Regions from separate parts of the Hordeum vulgare genome. Here region 1 is linked to region 2. Evidence: chromatin contacts called from public Hi-C data. All regions are on one chromosome and are shown on one strand. The core of a region is the stretch at or near the end of the contact, and the rest is flanking DNA. Distances in the headings are between cores, read along the strand shown. Region 1 holds the start of LOC123426859. Region 2 holds the start of LOC123426857 (probable protein phosphatase 2C 40).

Region 1 (3,778 bases), core at 1,224-3,723, 240 kb before region 2:
AACGCCGTCACCGGGCGATCAGATTCATTCAGATGTTTGACGGGCTGATCTGATAGGAACGGCTGGCTGTGCTGTGCTGTGCCTAAACAAATGTATTAGTCCAAACGGAGTGGCTGCTCGACTGATCTGACAGTAACCGCTGTGGGTAAACAAGTGCGTTAGGCCAAACCAAGTGGCTGCTAAGCCAGTGTGGAGCTCGCGAGTAACGGGGCGTCGACGTACCAAAAGCTTTGATTGCACGCAAGAAACCAACAAGTCGGTGAAACGAAGCGATCTGATGACGCCTGCTTTAGATTGACCACCGGCAAAAATCAGTTGTGAAGTGGCCCACAACAAGAAATCTGCCACGAAAGCAACAAACCACAATCCTTTTAGTAAACTAGACCTACAAAATATTGGACAACACATATCATAGTCCCGAGCATCAAAATAACGCCTCTAAGCAACATTTGTGTGACAAACGTTGTCGTAACCAACCAGTGAAGCCTAGATGTGTGGTTTTCATCATTTGAGCTCACACGCACAAAACAATGCCATTAGGAAGGTGACGCTGCACGAATATCGTTGTTGTCGAATCAAGCCAACATGCCAGATTGGAACTTTCGCCTCAGGTACACAAAAACCAGCATGACGCAACAGAACCAAATTAAGGGCATCTTGCTCTCGAGACCGCGTTGATGTATGCGGCACATGCGGTGTGCCTTAGGCTAGGGAGGAACCTCATGGAAGTTTGTAGTGTCGCGACGTGAAGGAATGCGACGAAACCGATAGAACACCACTGCACAGTAGTTGTGCCGTTTGCATGTCCATAGTGCCTACAAGTTTGAGATTTTTGCACTCTGAGAAAGTCATGGCGAAGCTCGCGTCACCCACCCTTTCTGCACGCCACTAGACTAGGTTGGATTGGCACCAATCGAGGCGACGGTTGTCAGGGGGCACGCTGCAACGAACACTACTAGCACACCTCGCAACCCCCACCCTTATGCGGCCCTCTATCATGTAAGTTTTGTCCATCAACAACATTCGACTATGAAAATGCAGGCATGGGGAATGGAAGTGTCTATGGTTATGCTTCCCCCGGTTCATCATTACGACATCACGAGAAGAAACTTGGGTTTCTCTTAGTCTGGAGGAGTACCAGGAGTATAGTAGGGGTTGCAGCGACAACAATTGTAGTTGGTGTCGGCTTGTGATGGATAATCTCATTGCGAACGTGCCATTGTACGCCAGAAGGTCATTATATTGGTAGCCGCTGCTCTTCCAAGCACTCGTTCGGAAAAAGCAAAGCCCATTCAACACCAGTGTTTCCAACATTCTCGAGTTGCAACATACTAAATGAGGCGGCCATCTTTTCCCACGGCATACGAGCAAGCGGACACCTGTACGGATTTCATGCCACATAAGACACAAATATTAGTGACCTCTAGATTTCTTTTAGCCTTATTCTCCATTGTTGCAACGGAGTTTATGATTAGAGGCCAAACAAAGATGCATACCTTGGACAGGGCAGGGCACCCCCACATTGCCTTCTGGAAGGCACACATGTCGTCCGGTGCCCTGCTAGTGGCCCACATAGTAGTGCTGGATATGTTGTCGATGACGAGGCGATACGCGCTTCTCACAAAGAAAATACCCTCCGGGTCGGATGCCCAAGCCAAGACATCCTCTCGTTGCTGCGTAGAAGCCTTGATCTTGAGCATGCATGCGGCCTCAAATGCATATTAGTCTGGATCATGATCTTGATCTTGATCCACGGAGGTTTCTCTCTTTGTTGATGACGGTATAATCTCTGGATATGATTTATTCCGTACTAGATTAGACTATCTATTTTTTGCTATAAAACTATATTTTCGTTTTGGTTGTGATGACTATGTGCATCGTGCTATGCACACACCCTGGCTCTGTTTGGATCCATGGGTTAGTTTGGACTCAACTAACCCAAAAACATTCAAACATGAGGAATTTTGGTTAGTGCATCTAACGCATAAAAAAAAACAATGAAGACGTGCTTCTTTAGGTTAAAGTTAGATGGAGCCTAGAAAAAATTACTTTTCCATCTCCCTCCACCACAACAAACCCTGGTTAAATGAGTCAAATGATTAAAAAAATGCATTTATTGTCAATATAACCCGCCATCCAAACATCTTTTTGATTAGAGTTAGCTTAGAATTAACGCAGGGTTAGAATCTAATTCTGACCTGCCATCCAAACAAGGCGTTAATATATCAATAGAATGAGACGTCATTTTTTTCGAAAAAAGATGGATGACCCAAAGTGGCAGCAATCAAAGCAAACCTCAGCGCTTACCACACGGCCACGGTCACTAAACTGTCGCCTTGACCACCAACTTTGACCTGCCTCACACTAACGCCGTTAGTCACTACTACTAGTAGTACGTCACAGCGCGCGCCAGCCGAAACTACGCAGACAAACGGACAAAGCTCCTTCCGTCCCGGCAGTTAACTCCTCCCGAAACTTCTCCCATTTCCCCTCTCTCTTGCGTCTTCTTTCTCCCCGCAACATTTCGTTCGACTCGCTCACGGGCGAGCGGGAACGCGGGCGCAGCCGCCGTTTTGACCCGCCCGGCCGGCGGATCAAGAACCCGTTACAAGCTCCTTTTCTCCCCCATACCATACGGCTTCTCACGCAAGCCGCCGCCGCCGCTGCTGAGTCTTCTGCTCCGCCAGCGCCGGTCGCAGATTCCCCGCGAAAGCGAGGGCCAGAGCTTTTCTTTTCTATCCTCTGCCCCCTTTGTGCTCTCCGTCCCGCCAAAGCGGCAGAAAGCTGCAGCCGTTCTTGATTCTCGCGGGGGGGGGGGGGGGGGGGGGGGGGGGGCTGCCGGCACGGTTCGCCGGTCTTGGCCGCCTGGATGTGAAGGGGGCGGGGCGGGGCGATCGATGGGCACGGTGAAGGCGTGGGTGGCTGAGCCCATGGGGTCGATGCAAGACTCGCTGCGCGTCGCGTACGTGGTCTTCTCCTTCTGCGCCGCCTTCTTGCTCGGCGGCATCAAAGGCATGTGTCTACTGTTCTCTTCCTCCCCAGTTTCTGCCGGTGTGGCTTTGGCTTACTGTTGTGTTCTTGGGGAAATGGGTGTGCAGCGATGCTGGTCGGCCCGGTGGCGGCTGCGCTGATGATACTGGGGAACGTGGGCGTCATCCTCGTGCTCTTCCCGGCGCATGTCTGGTGGACCATCTACTCGCTTATCAAGTAAGCTCATTCTTCTTCTCAACTTTTCGTATCTGTGTTCTTTCGTGTGCTGGAAACAGAGCATTTTTGTTGGTTCCGAGCTTCCGATCCCTTGTGCTGGACGTTCAGTTAAGCGGGCAAAGTTCTGATTCTGCCTTGTCCATGGTTTTTAAAGAAGCCGATTCTGCTGCCGATTCTTCAAATTTTAGTGGCGAATCAGATGATCCACCACTAACTGATATACTACTAGAATAGTTAGACTGATCGCTGTTGGCTGCGTTCCTCTGCATTCTGAACCCAGGACGGACCGCATCAACGCGGGCCTGAAGCTGGCGGTGCTCATCGCGCTGCCGGTGCTGTTCGGGCTCTGGCTCGGCCTGGGCATCTTCGGGAGCGCCCTGGTGGCGCTCGGCTACGGCTTCTTCACGCCATGGATCTCCACCTTCGAGGCGTTCCGGCAGGAGACCGAGGCCAAGAAGTTCGTGCATGGCATTGTGGTAAGTACAAGCCTCAAAGGGAAGACCGGCCGCTGTTAACCGTGAAATGGGTGCGAGAGATCCACGGTTGATTTTGGTTTTCTCGCCGGGTGCAG
Region 2 (3,672 bases), core at 234-2,733:
TCTCATCAGACCCTTCCAGAAGGGTGAGTCGTTAGGCTTTAAAGTGGCTTGAGCCAAGGTTTTGGCATGTAAATACTTATTCCTTAGAATTTGTATCCACATGCCTAGATTCAACGGATAGTCTGTATAACCATTTGCTATGCAAGCAAATTTTGTTGACCTCCAAATTCTCGATCCCAAGACCGCCTTGTTCTTTCGGTCTACAAACAATATCCAACCGAGACAATCTGTATTTTCTTTTTTGACTTTATCACTTTGCCAAAAGAAACGAAATCTGTAGAAATCCAATCTTTTTTGTACCCAATAGATATCATAAAAAAGGAGAGAAGGAACATTGGCATGCTGGTGAGGACCGAATTAATGAGGATTAGCTACCCCGTAAGACAATAACTTGCCTTTCCAGCAACTCAGTTTTTTTCTCAAATCTTTCTTTAATACACTTCCAATCCTTGATTGTTAACTTCCAATGATGAATTGGTATGTCTGGATAACTAAACGGTAAGCTACCCGACGCACACCCGAACAACTTTTGATACGTATCCCGCTCTTCTTTGGCTTTACCAAAGCAGAACAGTTCGCTCTTGTGGAAGTTGATCTTCAACCCAGAAAGCCGTTCAAACAAGCAAATGATCAATTTCATATTCCTGGCTTTTGCAACATCATGTTCCATGAGCAAAATAGTGTCGTCAACGTACTGTAAAATGGATACAGCATCCTCAATGAGATGTGGGACAAGTTCGCCTACCAAGCCTTCGTGCTTTGCTCTCTCAATCATAATTGCCAACATATGTGCAACTATGTTAAAAAGATAGTGGACATTGGATCCCCCTGCCGCAACCCTTTATGAGTTTGGAAGTAATGTCCAACATCATCATCGACCTTAATTCCAACACTTCCATTTTGTACGAAAGATTGAACGTGTCTTCTCCACACATCATCAAACCCTTTCATACGTAATGCTTGCTGCAGGAAAGACCATTTTACCTTGTCATACGCTTGCTACAGAAAAGACCATCATCGAACAGTTAGAGTTGGCCTCAGAGATAGGTCGGCGTACCGTGATTTTCGGCTGCGCGGATCCAAACGGACAAGGGAACCAGATGGGTAGCAAACCAGCCACCTGTTGCTACTTTTCCATGTCGTCTTCCCCTTCTATGTCGACGCAACCATGCATCGAAATAGAATCTTCGTTACCATCCAAACTCGTTTTGTAAATACTCACGGGACTTGTAAGATTGGGGTAGACGACGCCTTTTCTCCACACACACACACAAAGAAAAAAAGAGCGCGACCTCGTCGTGTGATAACGCGAGACGAGAGAGAGAGAGAGAGACCTGGCAGCGCTGCCACGCCGAGACCCAGACCCAGACCCAGACCGGGCCCGCCTTTGTGCCGCGGCGCGTCCGTTAAAAACGCAACGCAGGGCGTTTTGATTGGTGCCGCGCAATAAATTTGTCCGGCCGGGGACGGCGCGCGTGGGAGCGGGCTGGATTTGCGCGTCGTCTTCCCCCCTCTCTCTCTCCCGGAGCGGCGCCCCCCATGTGAGTGCCGGGCCCCTCCACCCCTCGCCGATCCCGCAAAGCAACAGCTCGCGTCGCGCGCCCAGGCAAAAAAGGCAGCGGAAAGGTTTGGGGCCGCTTCCCATCCGACCACACCACCACCGCCAGGCCAACCCTCCTGCCTGCCAGCGCGCGTGCTCTCGCCCAGCCAGCCTGCCTGCCATGCCCGCCGGATCCGCGGCCGGGATCTGAGCGACGATGGCGGTGGAGGCAGCGGAGGCGAGGACGCCGAGGCGGCGCCACGGGAGCATGGCGCTCGGCGACCTGCTGCTGCGCGAGGCGTCGGCGGAGCGGGCCGACGCGGCGGGGGGCGAGCGGCCCGGGGTCGCGGCGGGGCAGGCCGCGCGGGCCAGGAAGGGCGAGGACTACGCACTGCTCAAGCAGAGCTGCGAGCGCCACCCGGGCGCATCCTTCTCCGCATTCGCCGTACGTAATCCCCCCGCTGCATTCTACCTCTTCATTCATCCCGCCCGGCCAGCGATCTGCTCTGACAAGGTTCGCTCCGGCTGCAGATGTTCGACGGCCACAACGGGGCCGCCGCCGCGGTCTACGCCAAGGAGAGGCTCCTCGCCAATGTGCTCGGCTGCGTCCCCGCACACCTCACCAGGGACGAGTGGCTCGCCGCGCTGCCCAGGGCGCTCGTCGCCGGCTTCGTCAAGACCGACAAGGATTTCCAGACAAGAGGTCAAATTCCCTGCTCCATACCATACATGGACCTAATTATTAAGACCCTCCATTCCCAGTACTACTACCAATTACTACTTCCATATCTAGAAGTACAAACAGCTCTATGCCCGGCCGTAGCCGGGTCATCAATTCATAGTATTGTGCATGGGCATGGTCTCGTGGTACACCAGTACAGCACCAGTGCTGAGCCGGCTTGTTTGTCCAATCCTGTGTTCAGCGCACTCTTCGGGGACAACGGTGACGCTCGTCATAATCGACGGCTCCGTTGTGACTGCAGCATCAGTCGGCGATTCTCGATGTGTCCTTGAAGCGGAGGGTTCGATTTACTATATGTCGGCTGACCATCGCTTTGATGCCAGCGGAGAGGAGTAAGGCTGTTTTATCACAAAAGCATTATTTCCGTTGCTCTCATCATCAATATACATGGCTGGTAATCACTTTTTGGTTTCCATTTGTAGAGTTGGACGTGTAACAGAATGTGGAGGTGAAGTTGGCAGACTAAATATTGTTGGTGGAGCTGAGGTTTTGCTCTTCATCTTTTGCTTCTGCTCAAGTTTCCCCTCTATTTTGCATCTTGGCAGCCAAGGAACTTTCTATCGTTCAATCTTTATATTGAACAACTTTGAAAAAAGTTGTAGCTAGGGAAGTGTTGCTGAGCGTATAATTTTCATTTGTTGACCAGGGCTTGCTGTTTACTTCAATTTCATCCTTACTAATTCTTTGACTGTTTCTTCGTAATTTGAATCTGTGGGGACTGATGAATCAAATTGCTTAGAAGTACTATTTTGGTTTAGAACACACTTTCCATATTTTGTGTGCCTATGGAATTTTAACGAGTGCCTACTCATGCTGTTGAGTGTTCACCGTTGGACGGTTCATCTCAAAACTTTGCACTTGCACGTTATCATGATTAATATATTGTATATATATCTTCACATGCTTCCCCGAACCTTAACTGTGTTTGTAGGTCTGATTCACACCTTTAGCTTGACCCTTCTTTCCTTCATTGTCCACCCAGATTGGTCCCCTTAGATGTTGGCCAGGTGGTTTATGCCTATCAAGATCAATTGGTGATCAGGATGTTGGTGAATTTATCATTCCTGTTCCTTTTGTGAAGCAAATCAAGGTACAATGTCCTAGAGTTTTCTTCACATCTCTTCTGTAGAAAACCAAATTCAAAACTTGCACAATAACAATGATAGCAGATGCAAACACCAGAAATTCTACTGTCTGAAATATTCTCGCTTTCTTTGTCATCCTTTTCTCTTGTTACTTTGTGAAATGTTCTTTTTATGCAAAAACACAAGCTGTAAAAAAATCATAGTTGCTATCATATGCCCAAAATGGTGCAAGAATTCGTTTTTTTTGGTGATTGTATGAAAAGAACACGATACATTTGCAAACATAGCAAGAGTTATAGTAGTAC

The links. Hi-C and Micro-C count contacts between places; a contact is called where the count stands out from the background.
Region 1: a Hi-C map of leaf shows a contact between it and region 2, with 6 times the contacts expected there. The contact joins the promoter of LOC123426859 here to the promoter of LOC123426857 in region 2. A contact is called at or near these places in 4 of 6 Hi-C or Micro-C datasets (leaf and seedling) and 1 of 1 datasets of contacts at active chromatin or transcription factors (embryo).

The regions. Positions count from the first base shown.
Region 1 is chr2H:502,434,499-502,438,276 of MorexV3_pseudomolecules_assembly, reverse strand. LOC123426859 reads left to right here and starts at 2,473. Exons shown (of 9, transcript XM_045110758.1): 1 at 2,473-3,012; 2 at 3,099-3,207; 3 at 3,488-3,683. The coding sequence starts at 2,898.
Region 2 is chr2H:502,193,870-502,197,541 of MorexV3_pseudomolecules_assembly, reverse strand. It overlaps LOC123426857 (probable protein phosphatase 2C 40), which reads left to right and starts at 1,483. Exons shown (of 9, transcript XM_045110756.1): 1 at 1,483-1,985; 2 at 2,072-2,243; 3 at 2,464-2,614; 4 at 2,705-2,768; 5 at 3,265-3,372. The coding sequence starts at 1,758.